Regions from separate parts of the Anas platyrhynchos genome. Here region 2 is linked to region 1. A link is a contact called in public Hi-C data. All regions are on one chromosome and are shown on one strand. The core of a region is the stretch at or near the end of the contact, and the rest is flanking DNA. Distances in the headings are between cores, read along the strand shown.

Region 1 (7,844 bases), core at 1,699-4,198:
ACTCTTATTATTTTGTGATCACCGTGCCCAAGACAAACTCCAACCTCCACATCATCCACAAATCTGTCTCTATTTGTGAGCAAAAGGTCCAGCAGGGCACAGTCCCTAGTAGGCTCACTCACCAGCTGTCAGGAAGTTATCTTCCACACACTTCAGAAACCTCCCTGACCATTTCCTCTCTGCTGTGCTCTATTTCCAGCAGATATTTGGTAAATTGAAGCCCCCCACGAGAACAAGGGTTAGCAACGGCGAGACTTCTCCCAGTTGTTTGTAGAATATTTCATCTGCCTCTTTGTCCTGGTTAGGCAGTCTGTAACAGGCCCCCACCATGACAACTGCCTCATTGGCCTTTCCCTTGCTTCTTAACCATAAGCACTCAACCCTGTCATCACCATTGTTCAGCTCTAGACGGTCAAAACTCTCCCTAGCATACAGGGCTACCCCACTGCCTCTCCTTCCTAGCCTATCCCTTCTGACGAGTGTATAGCCATTCATTGCAGCGATCTAGTTGTGTGAGCCATCACACCATGTTTCTGCGATGACAACTGTCATAGCTTTCCAGCTCCTTCTGGTTGTTGCCCACACTGCGTGCATTGGTGTAGATGCACTTCATTTGGGCTAGTGATCCCATCATCTTTTTGTGGGGAGAAGCCCTAATTCCTGCATGACCATTCCCAGGCATTTTTGTAATTTCTAACCCACCAATGTACCTTGTGCCTTTGGTGCCACCTGGCTCTCTATCTCCTACCTCAACAGGGGCAGTAGACCAATGGTCCTTGCTAGCACATCATCCCTTAAACAATTGTCATACTACCCTGCTTGTCTCCATCCAGCCTGTTTTTATCCCTTTCCCCCTTCAAATCTAGTTTAAAGTCCTATCAATGAGTACTGCTAATTTCCAAGCAAAGATCCTTTTCCCCCTTAGAGACAGGTGAACCCCATCCATTGACAGCAGGCCTGGTGTCTTGTAAAATGACCCATGATCAAAAAAAAAAAAAAAAAGTCCTGCTCGTGACACCAGGCTTGGAGCCAGATATTGATTTGCTGGCTCTCCCTGTTTTTCACCTCGTCAATCTCTGCAAATGGAGGTATTGAGAAAAATACCATCTGTGCTCATGACCCATTCATTAACTAATTGTCCCAAGGCCCTGAAGTCTCTTTTGATTGCCCTCAGACTTCATCTTGAAGCTTCATCATTGCCTACCTGAAAAATCAGTAACAAGTAATTGTCCAAGGGACAAACCAGGGCAGAAAGCTTTCTCTTCACATCCCAAATCTGGGCCCCAGGGAGGCAGTAGTGGGAAGAATCCAGAAGCTGCCCCATGTTAAATAAAAGCCAGTTTCAGCCGGCTCCAAAGTGACTTGACACTGCCCAGAGCTGAGCCAGTAAATGATGCTGTTTGCACTTCTGTGAGAGCATATTTAAGAAAGTGAAAGGAAAAAAATAATACTCCACAATAGCTAGGAGAGTGGGGAATGAGAAACAGGCTTGCAGACCCCAAGGTGAGTGTAGCAGGAGGTGCTCCAGGCAGGCAGCAACAGTTCCCCTGCGGCCTGTGGAGAGGCCCCTGGTGGAGCAGGCTGTCCCCCTGCAGCCCATGGGTCCCACATGGAGCAGATCTCCACGCTGCAGCCCCCCCATGGGTGGAGGAGCCCCCGGTGGAGCAGGTGGATGTGGCCTGGAGGAGGCTGCGGCCCATGGAGAGCCCCTGCAGGAGCAGGCCCCAGGCTGGAGCTGCAGCCCGTGGAGAGGAGCCCACGCAGGAGCAGGGGGCCTGGGGGGAGCTGCCACCCACCCGTGGGGGACCCGTGCTGGAGCAGTTTGCTCCTGGGGGATGGATGGACCCCGTGGGACGGAGCCGTGTGGGAGCAGTGCTTGGAGAGCTGCTGCCTGTGGCAGCCCACGGAAGGACACCATCCCGTGGGAGGGACCCCACGTGGAGCAGGGGACGAGGCTGGTGGTGAAGGAGCGGCAGAGCAGTGCCTGACCGCAACCCCCATTCCCCTGAACCGCTCGGGGGGAGGAGGTGGAAGAGGATGGACGGGGGGAAGGCAGTTTTACTGTCCCAAGAGCAGGGCACACCTGGGGCAGCGTGTTCGCCCGGGCGCTCTGCCTGGGAGGCTGCGGTGCTTGTGGAGGGTGCCGAGCTTCGAGGTGCCCAGGCTCCTGAGCTCTCCCGGCGCTAACTACTGCTCCGAGCCCCCTCGGCTCCTCCAGGTCTCTCCATGCTCCGAGGGGCCTCCCCGCTACGAGGGGGCGGGAGGCGGCCGCTCCCGGATCCGCCCGGCCCCGTCAGCCGCTCTCGCGAGGGCGGCCCCTGCCCGCCGCCCTCCCCTGCCCCGCCGCCATCCCCTGCCCGCCGCGGGGCGCCTCTGACCTGGAGCCGAGCGGCTCGGGGGGAGGGCAGGGGGCCTCCTGGCTTGTGTAACGCTCAGTGCTGGGATTCTCATGAGAAAAAGTTTTAGAAAATGAAACTTGGTGAACTTCTAAGATTCGGTTTTAAGCAGTCCCCATAAAAAAAGACATAAAACAAGCAGATCGAAAAGCACCAGAGATTGTCTTTTGAAATCGCAGTGCTGAGTTTATGACTTCAGAGACCATCTGAAGCTGAGTTATCAGGCAGACATAATGCATGCTAGGAGTAAGTTATGATATGAGCAGCAAGCATGTCAAAGATATTTTACACTTAGCATTTTAAGAGCCTTCAAGAGGATTTGTCATCCATATTCCGGTAACTAATCTGAGTGAACATAGCCAAGAAAGTAAAGCACTTTGGCCTATTAGAGGAGGATTTCTTACTATTGTCTCAGCAACCAGGCAACCATTGACCTTTAACAATTCATTCATATTTCTGCCTCGGGATAAATTGTGTGCATACACACACATACTTGTACCATTTAACCAGATTACACAGAAGCTGTTCCCCAAAGGAACAAGATAAAAACACATCATTGTTGGCAAATGTGGCCACAGAAACCTTGAGTGTGCACATCATGCAGTCTTAACTCTTGTGCCCTGCAGAACTTTATTAAATATTGCTCTGTAATGTATAGGTATAGAAATGGAAGGGAGGTCTCACATTCAACACTTTGTAATGGCATACCTGAAAATAAGCTTAAGAAAGAGAATGCCCTTGTTCAAAGGAAAGTTACTTTCTTTTCCTTGGATAGGATCCCAGGTTAAGGTTTAATCAGCAGTACAAGCGCTAGTATCCTAGTACTATTCTGATCAGGTACTTCCAACAGCAGATTGATGAATAGAGGTTAATTCTACCATCACAGACTCAGCCTATTCAAGCTTGTTTAACCATTCTGATGAAATTGTGGAAAAGTCAAAAATGCTAAATAAGCATTGTTTCGGTTGTGTTTTCAGTAATTACTGAACAACTTTCTTCTCCCTGATGGATAGACAGGACAAATGCCACCTACCTCAAAAGGTGAATCGTTCGCTGTCTCTAATAATCAGCTAGAACAGTTAAAATAGAGTAAAATTACTTCAAGTTTTACAGTAAAATAAAGATTCCAACAGTACTTTTGCCTGTTGCCTGCCTGACCTTTATCAAATGTTTAACAATATGAGTTAATTATCATGAAAAAAGATACATGTGTTTAATTTATATATACTCCTTAAAAAAACAAAACAAAACAAAAAAAAACACTCACTGGCATCTGAATTGCTAAAAACTGAGGTTTTTAAACATGTCTATGACAGAGCATCCTCATGCAAGTTTGGCAGACTTTTCTGGCTCAGTTTTGGCTGTTCATTTATTCCAGAAGCCACCTAGCTTACTAGAAAACATGTGCTTGATTAATGCTTGTGAAAAGCTGTAATTTCACAGCAAACTGTAGTAGGAGAGGTGGCACGTACTGAATATTTAACTGCAAGAAAGCATGCTATGATAGTCTTGCAAAATGCATTTGTATTTTTTCTTTTATTTTTACCTTGGTTTCCTAACTATTACTTATGAGTACAGAAATCTACATGCTTCAGACCTCTGTCTTTAGTTTCTTCCCTAGCTGTTTTTTAATTTGTTAACTTCAATCCTGGCCAAAGTATAAAAAGGCTTTATGATAGTTCCTTTGAGTTTCCTGCGAACAGAAGTTAGCTGGAAGATGAAAATTATATATGCTTCCATCAAAAGAACACCATCATGAAAGCACATCCTTATTTATAAAAAAATCCATTCAGGAGACTGATCCCAAGACTAACACACAAGAAAACAAATTTAATTATTTTTGCTGCTTATAGAATTTGCTGCTTGTTTTAAAAGCACTTGCTATTTATCTTCCCTCCTTTTGTAAACCAAAGGGAATTCTATTTAAATACCACCCCACTACAGTAAAGTAACACAAGCTTCAGCATCGGAAGCACAAAAGAGAAAAAAAAAAAAAAAAAGTGTTTGCCAGAGCTGGATTCAAACTTAACGTTGTCCTTAGGTTGTAAAAGGGATGCATATTAACAGCACAGTTTTGCCTTTCATAGACCTGGCAAAAATTTGGCTTCTACCTCCCCCTTCATCCAGTCAGTTGCCCTGGAACATACCATGGCACAACTTAATTAATCACCCTATTCCTGATCAACAGAGGTTTGTCCCTACCTGTCCTGCTTTACTATCTCTCCCTCAGGGTCAGAATGGCACAGCTAGAAGTTGAGTGAAAACCTGGGAGAGTATTTTTAAGACAGCTGAAGCCCTCTGATTGATCTCTGTGCTAATAAAAATTATCCCAGTTTCTTTTTCTTCATGTTCTAAGCAGAAGGCAGCATTAAATAGTATACTCTGAATGAAATCTGCACTGCCTATGTTTGTGTGTTACATTGACCAAGACTGGCAAATTACAAGCACACCTGAGTAAAGAGAAGCTTTTCTGTCTCTCATTTGTTTCCTCTGTATTATGAAGATACTATGACATTTGAGACACAAATCATTCTCTCAGTGCTGAACGTGCCATCTCTAATGTTTTGCTGCTCCTTTTCTAGTGCCAGGGGAATTGAGGACTTGTATTTTTAATTCAAAATATGTAACATTCAATAATATTTTGAATGTTGATGAATTGAGGACTGTGTGTCACCAGACTCACAGAAAGCTACAGTGAACTACAGCAGCGATGAACAGAAACCAGCAGATAGAGACTCACTTGTTTACGGTTAAGTATGGCCTTGGATCCCAAGGTAGAGAATGAGAAGGGCCCCAAGATTAACAGTAGTGTGCAACAGCTTCTTCAGACAGCAGAACACAGGCTTCAAAAATGTCACACATTTACTGTACGACAGAGTCAGCTTGACAGCTGACACTATTTACTTTATGGAGATGGTTTGCTTACAAGTTAAAAATCAGCAGTAAATCAAGCTGAAAGAAGTAATAAAGCAGGCATGACACAGAAGATCTCTATGCTCGCATGCCATTCAGAGTCAATTCCCCTGATACAAGTCTTTCAGCACTGCTGCAGTAGAGCTTGAAATGTCTGCAAGTGTGATTAAAAGAAAAGTCAGGCTCTTCAGCATGTGGCGCTTGATCAAGGGTGACCTCCATCCCCAGCATAGCCAGCTTTGATTGCACATGAAGAAAAGAACACTTGGTAAAAGAAAAAGGAGGATATATTACAACAGCTACAATTACCACAAATGTTTCTGTTCCAGGAAGGAATTATTTATTTATTTATTTATTTTAATAAAATTGCTGTTCAGGTTGCAGTTTCATAGATGCTAGACCTTCTCCTTTCAAGCATTTCATTTTCAGCAGAAAAACTGGCAGGTTAAATGCACTCCTCTAGTAACAAGCATCTTTAAGATAGCTACAGGGCACAGAGGAGCTATTTACAAGCCTAAGGAAAATATATTTGCATTTTTTTTAGTGATATGTTGGTTTGGGGTTTTGTGTGCCTTTGGGTTCTATTGCACAGGCATCCCTAATATTGTCATGTCCTGATTTACATAACCATTATCTTAAATACAGGTGGTTTCCATAGGATTGTGTTATGATTTTATTCTTTTGTTTTCATTACAGTAAGTAATACAAGATACAGTCATCCTGAAAAATAAGGACAAGAAAATGCAAAAAGATACACAGGGAAATAAGAGGCAGTGATGACTAGTTAGGGAAAGTTAAATGGGTTGAATAATAGTGAAAGGAGACCAAATCATGAACATTTCATGGTAACAACTATGAAACCATGTAAGCATGTACATATAGCTTTAAAAGAAATCTGGCTTAATTAGTCCTATAATAAGGAACAGATAGTATTTAGATGTATTTTTAAAATGCACGCTTCCTCTGAAAACTTCAAAATATTTCCCATAAATGACTCGGTACTTGGGGAAATGTCTATGAACCAAAAGGGATGGTAGTGACCTCCAGTGGCGAAAGCAACTGTTGGTCTTATGCTTTACAGACAGGGAGGGTACCATTATAATTGAACTTTTCAGTCTCTCCCCTTTCAGTCTCCATTATAACATTGCATGATACTAGGTACACTAACAATACAAAAAACACCTGTTCACTTCTAAATGTATATATACATTGGTCAGGGCCTCTAATAACGATTGTCAGATTTTTATTGCCTCCAGGATGAGGTCAGAGCATTTGCGTCTAACAGATTCTTCAGGTGATGTTCCTCAGAGCAACAAAACCCACTGCCACAGCTTTACTCAGCATGAGGGTCAGCATTTAAGTCAGCTGGCTGTACAGACAGGACACAGGGAGCAGGGGGTTACAAAAGCACACTTCAGAAGTGTTCACAGAAATGGTTACACAAACCTTCAATATGGAGGATCCAGCACATATGCACAAATTTCACATTTTGTAGACTTCATAATAAAAATCTCAGAACACAGGCCTGGAATCATAAAGAAAACATAGAAAAGGCTTTTTTAGCTACTGTGTTTCAGAATTTGTGCTAGGATGTACTGTGCATGTGCAACTGCACATTTAATTTGTGCAGTTCAGTCTTCAGAGATATAGAGAATACCAAATATTTAGTCCTAAGGCCATTACAGTAAGTATTCTTATTTCCTATGTAAAATTTTATTTGTGTACTTAACCCTTTAATTTCCCACTGAAATATTCTAAGCATTTCTACTTTTTTGTTGGTGTTTTAGTTTTTCAAATATACACAATAACCACATTGCTGTTTTGTTTTAGCTCAGCCAAAGCAAACGTCACCATATACTTTTGGCTTTCCAAGTAAGAATGTACACAGAGTCAGTTGAACCTCGATCCTGTAATGGTCCCAAATACCCAAGACTACTTATAGCATTTTAGCAGAATTATTTATGCTCAAGCATTTTCCTTACCCAGAGATCCCTACTCAGAGGCTCAAGATTTTTACAGGGAAATAAAAATAAAAGTTCATAATCCTCTATTTTGTAACAACAGGGACTGAGAAACACATGGAATGGTAGAACATCCCAAGTTGGAAGGGACCCACAAGGATCAGAGTCCAACACCTGACTTCACAAAAGACTACCCCTAAAAATTAAACCATATATATGATAGCATTGTCCAAACGCTTCCTGAACTCCGGGAGGCTTGGTGCTGTGACCACTTCCCTGGGAAGTCTGCTTCAGTACCCAAACACCCACTCAAATAAGAACCTTTTCTTACATTCTGAGCTTCCCCTGATGCAGCTTCATGCCATTCCCTCAAGTCCTACCACTAGTCACCAGAAATAAATCAGCACCTACCCCTTTTGCTCCCCATCATGAGGAAGCTGTAGGGCATGATGAGGTCAGCCCTCAGCTTGCTCTTCTCTGAACAAACCAAGTGACCTCAGCTGCTCCTCACACATCTTGTCCTCTAGACCTTCCACCATCTTTGCTGCCCCAACATCTGCACTTATGGATATTT
Region 2 (7,603 bases), core at 2,206-4,705, 83 kb after region 1:
TGACATCCATGAGCCATGAGAAGGATTTCCTCTAAATCATACCTCAAGTTCACCAAAAGGTCATTTCAACAGACATGTAACACAAAACTCACTTAATAGGCATTTCTTTAAAGAAATCACCTGGAAAGTCTCCAGCTAGCTTCATGAAAGACTACAATTTCTTTCCAGCTGTAAAGAGTGGCTTGCAGGAACACGATACCATGTTCTTTCTGGAATTCAGTACAAAGAGCACCACATTCAATGAGGTCCAGGACAAGCTTTTCAGCGTCAGTCCTAAAATAAATCCCATAATTCTCTTCAACCCTTGCACAATCTTCAGGTACCTTTGGTTCAACATCTGACCCATCCAAAAATAAAATAAAATATAACACAGGGGCACCAGTTTGGGCAACAGGGAAAAGCGCTACGTCCAAGATAAAATGACATCTGTAGGACAACGACTTGAAGTGTCTTAACTTACAATGCTATGGCTGAGATTCTTCATTCTCTCCACAACACTCTTCATTGTTTTCAGTGCTGGTAGGTAAATACTGACCTAAGAAGACACAAGAACTGCATTCACACCAATATTTCATGTGTGAATTAGATGCAATGCCTTAATTTCTCCCTTCAGTCATACCCTTAGACTCCTGAGTTATGTACTGAGCTCACAAAGCACAATATTTAACTAAAATCAGGAAGTGATCCAGGAACAGAACTCTTTCCCAACAGAGCATCACTAGCAATTACTTCAGAAATACTATCCCAAGTCTGTGTTCAGAATAAAGCACAGACAATTTCTGCAGATCAGATTCTCACATGAACCCGCTAAAAGTTAGTATAGCCAATCAGTTTTAAAATTGCATCAGTATAAATCTGAAATAACAGAATAAAATGCATAAAGTTTCTACTGTGCCATATGTCTTCAAAATTGAAATAATCTTAGCTGTAGAGGTAACATACATCCCTAACCTCAAATAGTAACTCATTTGCACAAAGACCTTTATTTGCAATTCTGCTAAAAGTCAAAAAGGATATAGAAAGAATATATAAAAAACAAAAGGAAACACGTATACATCCAACTTTGCCAGGTAGGCCGTAAATTACAGATATAACAGAATATTTGGGCTACTTGGAACCTAAGAAGTTGATCACATGAAGTAATCATATGATTGTTTTATGCTCCTGTCTAAAGCTATGCAAGTCCTTTGCTCCTTCCCTGTCCCACCCTGAATATCACAGCAACAATCAGTAACTACCTGCTCTGTTTTTTGAGCTCTTTTTGTCAAGACGGAAGCCATGTGCCCTCTCCAAACATCTAGCTTCCATCCTTTCCTTTTCTGTTCCATCTCCTCTCCAAAACCCACTGGCTGTATACTCCACTGCTGTAGCCACCTCCCCACTCCACAGGGAATATAAAAACAGAGTCTTACATCAAAGTCTGGCACCCTGGGCTCTCTGAAGTCATTCCATAATCTTCTGGGAATAACCCTCACAGGAATGTCATGTGTCACAATCCTACTGCTGCTTGATAAGGATGGCTTGAGGGAGAGAGGATGCTCTTGAAGTTAAAAACAGGACTTGAATTCTGAATCCAAGTTTTTCAGATCCAGTCTAGGAAATACTAGAACCAAGTGCCTCAGACACCCAGTTCCAATTTTTCACAGCTTCCACAGGTCCCCTATTACGCAGGCTTCGCTTTTGAATAAGGATGAAATTGCAAGTCATTGCTATTTATGTGCTATCCTTCAAGTTAAACAGGGAAGATGTGTTAAAACCAATGAAAAATCTGAAGTGCAGTTTGAAATTGAATAGCATGACAGGCAAAAACAAAACAAAGAGCCAAAAAATACACTAAAACCTCCTGCACCTACAGGCTCCAATGAGAAGGCAATCATCCACAGAAAATTTAGAGGATGAATAGAGAAAAGGTAGCAGGTGACAAAGACGTTATAAAAAGGTGTCTCAATCACATGGCTTTCATTCTTCTTCCACCTCTTCCTTGTCTTTTGGAAAATACAAAGCTCATTCTGCGCACTACCAACCATGATGGCAGGAAATGCCAGTAAAATGGAAAACAGCAAGATTTTTCTTTCTTTAGTTTTATAGAGTTATACCAAAGCTACCAAAGCTTTTACTTAATAACGATGATAAAAGCATTGTTGCACTTACTAGCTCCACAGAAACTTTGAGACAAGGGCAGTGTTTGTTAGTCAACTTGATCTTCACTGCCTTAGCACTCTGGGCAGTTTTTAATGCTCTCGACAGGTTCTCAGGTGTGAGCTCTAAATAGATTTCATTGTGATCCGCAGCCACTCCTTCCATCTGAAATTCGTCAAAGAAATTCCCCTGCAAGTTTTAAAAGTTGTGAAATAAAGTAAATTAAAAAAAAAAAAAAAGTAAAGAAAAAAAGGAAGAAAAAAGGCAAATGAAGTGAGGCAAGTTTGACTTAACAGACCTTAACTTTAGAAGCATATGCTTACAGCAGGTTTCCTCTGCCCAGCACCACATGTAGAAATTAATACAGGCTGCGTAAGGATGAAGGCCCATTTCTTCAGAGCTAAACCCATTAACTTCAGACCCTGCCCTAACACACATAGGTTGTCAAAACATAGGGTATTAGGGATGAGTTATGCTCAACTGTTTCCAGTTCTGGGCAGGATCTTGTGGGCCAGCACGTACTGAAGCCTTACAAAGAAGTGACAACCCAGGAAAAGTGGCGTCTAGCCCGAAACACTGGGTCTGCACAACTAAAAGGCAGTCTCGCAAAACAGAGCACCTTGACCTGAGACACCTCAGGTAAGGGCTGTTGTTGGAATTGCCACCATGTAAAAAGGCCCCAGCTGCATGCTCTGGTTTGCAGTGACGTGTTTTGTTTTGTTTTGTTTTTAACTCCCCCCGGCTTACCTGGCACAGCTCGCACCACATGCTGACCCCTCCATTTGCCACCTTATCGCAGAGGATGAAGTAGAGCTTGCCCGCGGTGAGACGCAGCGTGCAGGTCTTCGCCAACCTGGCGATGGTGTTAACGACACCTGCGGAGGGAAGGGGAAATACTACAGCACCAACTGCTTTGCTGGCAGGGGATAAACCCTTAATCCCCAAAATCACATCTGATACCAGAAAATCCCAGAAACGCCGAGGGGATGAGGGGGAAGAAAGCGACCTCACGCTGCCCCCCCCCCCCCCCCCCCCCCCGCTGGATGGAGCCACGGCCTGGGCCTCAGCGCGCCTACAAAGGGGCCGGCGCACACAGCCCTCCCTCCTCCTCCTCGCCGGGTGAGGCTGGCCGAGGCACCGCCGAGCCCGACACACTCACGGCTGAAGTTGTTGAGGCAGGCGAGATCCACGATCTTAGCCCGAAAACGCATGGCAGCGCTCCCCGTCCCCCCGCCGCCGCCCGCCTCCGGCAGCGCGGCCCAAGGCGGGGCCCAGGCGGCCCCGGGCGCGGCTGACGCGAGGGGCGGGGGGAAGGAGGGCTCGGGGCTCGCCACAGCTCGGCATGCCCTTGACAAAGCTGTAAATCCAGATATCTGTGTGGTTTCTCAGCCCTGTTGCCTTTGAGGGGCTTTCTTCAAACGCCCTGCAGCAGAAAATAGGGGTAACCCCAGCCTCACGCCCTGCCGTGGAAGGGCCGGGCTCAGGCTCTGCCTCTAGGGGTGTTCCTAAGCTTAAGTGATCACAAGGGAAACAAGCAACAGTCGTGTAAGGAAGTAGTAACCCTAAATATAATCCTAACCAGAAATGTAACTCTAAACTTAATCCCCTTAATTTAAACTTGAACCCTAAGCCTAACCCTAACCCAAAACCTCAATGTTATCTGAAACCCTAAACCTAACTGTAAATCCTAACCCTGAAACTAACATTTAACTTAATGGCTAACCATAAACTTAAGCTTAAAACTAACCTAGGACACTAAAGCTAAAACTAAACCTAACACTAACTCAAACCCTAACCTCAACCCTAGCCACTAATCCTAACCCTTACACCTAAACCTAATCCTAACCCTAGCCCTAACCCTAGCCTGAACCCAAATGCCTAACCTTAACCCCAAACCCTAATGTTAAACGTAAGCCTACACTTAAACATAACCCAAAACACCAAACCTATCCATAACACTTAAGCCTAACCCTAACCCAGGACACTAACCCAAGCCATACGCTACTGGCTAAACCTAATCCTAACCCCAGCTCAATCCTAACCCTAACTGTAAACCTAAACCTAACTAAACCCTAGCTAAGCCCTAACCCTAAACCTAGACCTAAACCCCAACCTCAACCCTAATGGCTCACCCTAACCATAACAGAATCAATCACAGAATGGTTGAGGTTGGAAGGGGCCTCTGGATGTCATCTAGTCCAACCTCCCTGTTCAAGCAACCTAGAGCACACTGCACAGGATCACATCCAGGTGAGGTTTGAACATCTCTTGTCTGATAATTCCAACCTAGTTCAGCCTTGAAGCTGAAGTTTTCTCAAAACAGGATTTTTACTGTTTTCATCACCTAATGTTTTCATCACCTAATGGGTTTGTTGCTCCTAGTACATCCCCTAGAAGTATTCAGGCCCCTGTTTACAGCTCTGGGTGGTGAGGAAGCAATTAGTGTCCAGCTTCTAGGCAGAACTGTTAACTCTTTCCTTGCAGAGCAGATAAGGCAGAGCACAGCAAAGTAGTTAACCCATTCCTCACAAACACAGTTCAGTGCACTTGAAGACCCAGAAGGTTTCTTCAATCTCAGTTCAATGGATGCAGATGCTGCTGTCCCCATACATAGGTCTAGCCTGCGGTGAGGCTGAATATGTATTCCAGAGATATGGATACACACACCAAGTCAGCCACAGTAGACCAACACAGACAGAGCCGTGCCTTTACAAGAAAACACAAACAGCATTCATATAAATATGAACACAGACAGTGAAGCCATTTTTCCCCCTTTCATCAGGATTGAAGTTTCCTGTTGAAAACATACACAAACCTTCACTCTCTAGATTTACACACAAAATACATTCACAGACCTTTCAAATATTAACACGGGTTTTAAGTCTGTCAAATAATCATGACTTATCTGTTACCTTAAAAGCTGGTTGATTAAACTCTCTAAGACTCAAATGGAACTTTAGAAAGCATGCATTTTTTAATTGCTGCACTGAACGAACAGGGGGATTACTCCACCTAGTGTATGCACGAGTTGCTCAACAACAAAGGCTATATGCAATCAGAATATACACATTCAGTAGCTTTCCAAGAAATAACTAACATATTTATACTATTTCTCAGAACTCATTAAAATATGTAAACATCCCTGACACTTGTACATTTGTCTTTACTGGTGGTCTTTCGGGGTCTTCTGGTGGTCAGTGATAGTCTTCCTCACTGCTTTCACTAGTTAAACCCAGTTCTTGCACATGCTTTCTTATCTCTGTTCTTTCTGACCTTGTTTCAACTTAGGCATGCATACTAACCTAAGTCATTTACACATCCAAGGACATAGGCATTGCATGAGTTTCTCACCTAGTCTTCTGAAATATCCTCCAGGCCTGGGTCATCAGTGCCCCCCATTTTGAAACACAAGTCTGTATATTAAAGCTGACTAATTAGCAAGTAAGGTAGTAACAGAGATATGCAGTTCTATCTAACTATACATAGCAAAGGCTTGGCCTATCTGTTCATAAAACATTTCAGATTTGACTCCATTGTTCTATTAGGGAAAAAAAATACAAAACAAAACAACAACAAAAACCACATTTGTTCTTTTGGCTCAGTATCAATCAAGTCATCAGCTCAGACCTTGGGTGTTTCCAGATGCAGGTCTCCTCTTACTCACCAGTTTGAAGGTCATTAGCAAATTACATGTATACACAGGACTCAAATTAACAAGAGGATAATGCTTTGTCTTTCTTTCTTTTTCTTATTAAACTGTCCTTATGTCAACCCATGAGTTCTTGCACTTCAATCTGTTGTTATTCTATCTCTTATCCCACTGTGGGGGTCGTGGCAGTGGTGTGCCTGGAGAGTTGAACCACAATAATCAGAGAGAGACTTTTCTCAGTATGGTGGATCTGAGTGCACCAACAGGCCTTAATTGCACTGATGAGCGTCACTGTGGATCTTCATCCACCTGCCTCTGACCTAATCTCCTCAAATCAACACTACAGTTATTTCTACTTCAGCCTCCTAGATTGACCTTTTAACCTCTTTCTTCCTGATATCTAGTCTAAACCTCCCCTGGTGCAACTTGAGGCTTGTGTCTAAATTTCATGTAGATACATCAGGCATTTGTACAACAGGCAATACCTAAAGCTGTGCATACTCTCTGTTGAAGACAGCAGCATCTAGTCAAGCAGAACTGCAAGAAGTGGAGGACTTTTCTTTCTTTAATGAGAAACTAAGTGTGCTGCAAGGCAGACCCGCAAAGAATCATGAGCTCTATCAACAGGAGCTGGGAGCCTGCAGGTCAAGAAAGAACTGGGAAACTGCTGAGAGGAGCAAGAAACAACCCGGTCCTCAGGTGCCAAAAAGTTACAAGAACAAGAAGACACTGTGAAGTGCTTGCTGCAACTAACAATCCTATTGAAACCTGTGTCCAAAATGTAGTACTTAAGCTAGAAACAACAGTTTTCTCGGTGTGTTATTTAAAAAGACAAACAAGAACATAATGGTGTTTGCTTCTTTTATTACGAAAGATATAAAAATGCAGAGTGTAGTGAATCTATCCTTAGAAACTGAAACTTTTTCTGGACCAACATTCTATTTACATATACAAAATTCCCCAAGTGGAACAATATCAAATGTAAAAAACACATTATCAGAATATACCACATATTTACAAGTTCAGAGCTTTCATATCTCTGTTACTATAAATGCAGTTGTTACACAAGAGGTCAATCCCAACATGCTTTACGCAAGTATTTTAAATTAAGCAGATGAGACTACTCAAGTAAAATAAAACAAACTGGGCAAAGCTCTGCTATGAACAACTACTTTATACATACATACAGTACAAAATAACAGAGCCAAGTTTTCAGCCAGGCTTTATCTTCTGTTGTTGCAAAATGCTCATGCTCCAAGTTGATTGAAGAAAAACAACAGAAACAGCTACTGGTTGTTACTGACATCAAACTAGAAACCTCCCAAGAATCAAAAACATACTGGCTTTCAGATCACTGATGAGTCGTTAGGAAAAGCAAGCATTTGTATTCCTTTTAAAATTCTCCCCTCAAACAGAAAATACAAACAAAATACTTAAGCCACCACTTTGTATTGTTTTTAACTGGAACCAATTACTGCTTAGTAAAATAAGGCACTTCTTCCTTTAGACCAATACATTTCCCTAGGTTTTAGTGTAGCTCCATTTTACACAGAGAAGTGATTTCAGCTAAGCCACTTGTGACAGCAGGAGGGATGCTATTAAGAACTGTTGCTCTCCAAGCATTGATGGCTTCAACAATACCTACTGGATTGCTTGAACCCAAGTCACACAGTGAATATATGGCTGCCAGCTGCACACCCCAGGGAACACCTGCAAAAAGTTAAAACAAATCAGCTTCTAGAAATTTGAATATGCAATAATTCTGAGAAGAAACATGAAGCTAAAGAAAACATTAGTTCAAGAACTGGAATACAA

Evidence for each region. A called contact is a pair of places that touch in the nucleus more often than the background predicts.
Region 2: a contact with region 1 is called in a Hi-C map of F5 follicle, with 2.0 times the contacts expected there. The contact joins the promoter of HUS1 here to the enhancer-like site in region 1. A contact is called at or near these places in 4 of 8 Hi-C or Micro-C datasets (F1 follicle, F5 follicle, liver and 1 more).

Annotation. Positions count from the first base shown.
Region 1 is chr2:106,012,468-106,020,311 of IASCAAS_PekinDuck_T2T, forward strand. The region is part of intron 1 of TNS3 (tensin 3); the gene reads right to left. Among named protein-coding and RNA genes, the nearest start is that of TNS3, 22 kb to the right of the region's middle. Within about 2 kb of position 2,949, at least 5 of the 8 cell types and tissues checked have an H3K27ac peak or open chromatin away from gene starts, as enhancers often do. A contact at or near this core is called in F1 follicle and F5 follicle, where this site is marked.
Region 2 is chr2:106,095,077-106,102,679 of IASCAAS_PekinDuck_T2T, forward strand. It overlaps HUS1 (HUS1 checkpoint clamp component), which reads right to left and starts at 3,456. Exons shown (of 8, transcript XM_027451288.3): 1 at 3,299-3,456; 2 at 2,887-3,014; 3 at 2,152-2,328; 4 at 1,413-1,520; 5 at 461-535. The coding sequence starts at 3,350. ICE1 (interactor of little elongation complex ELL subunit 1) reads right to left here. Exons shown (of 20, transcript XM_072033319.1): 20 at 6,633-7,498. The coding sequence ends at 7,317.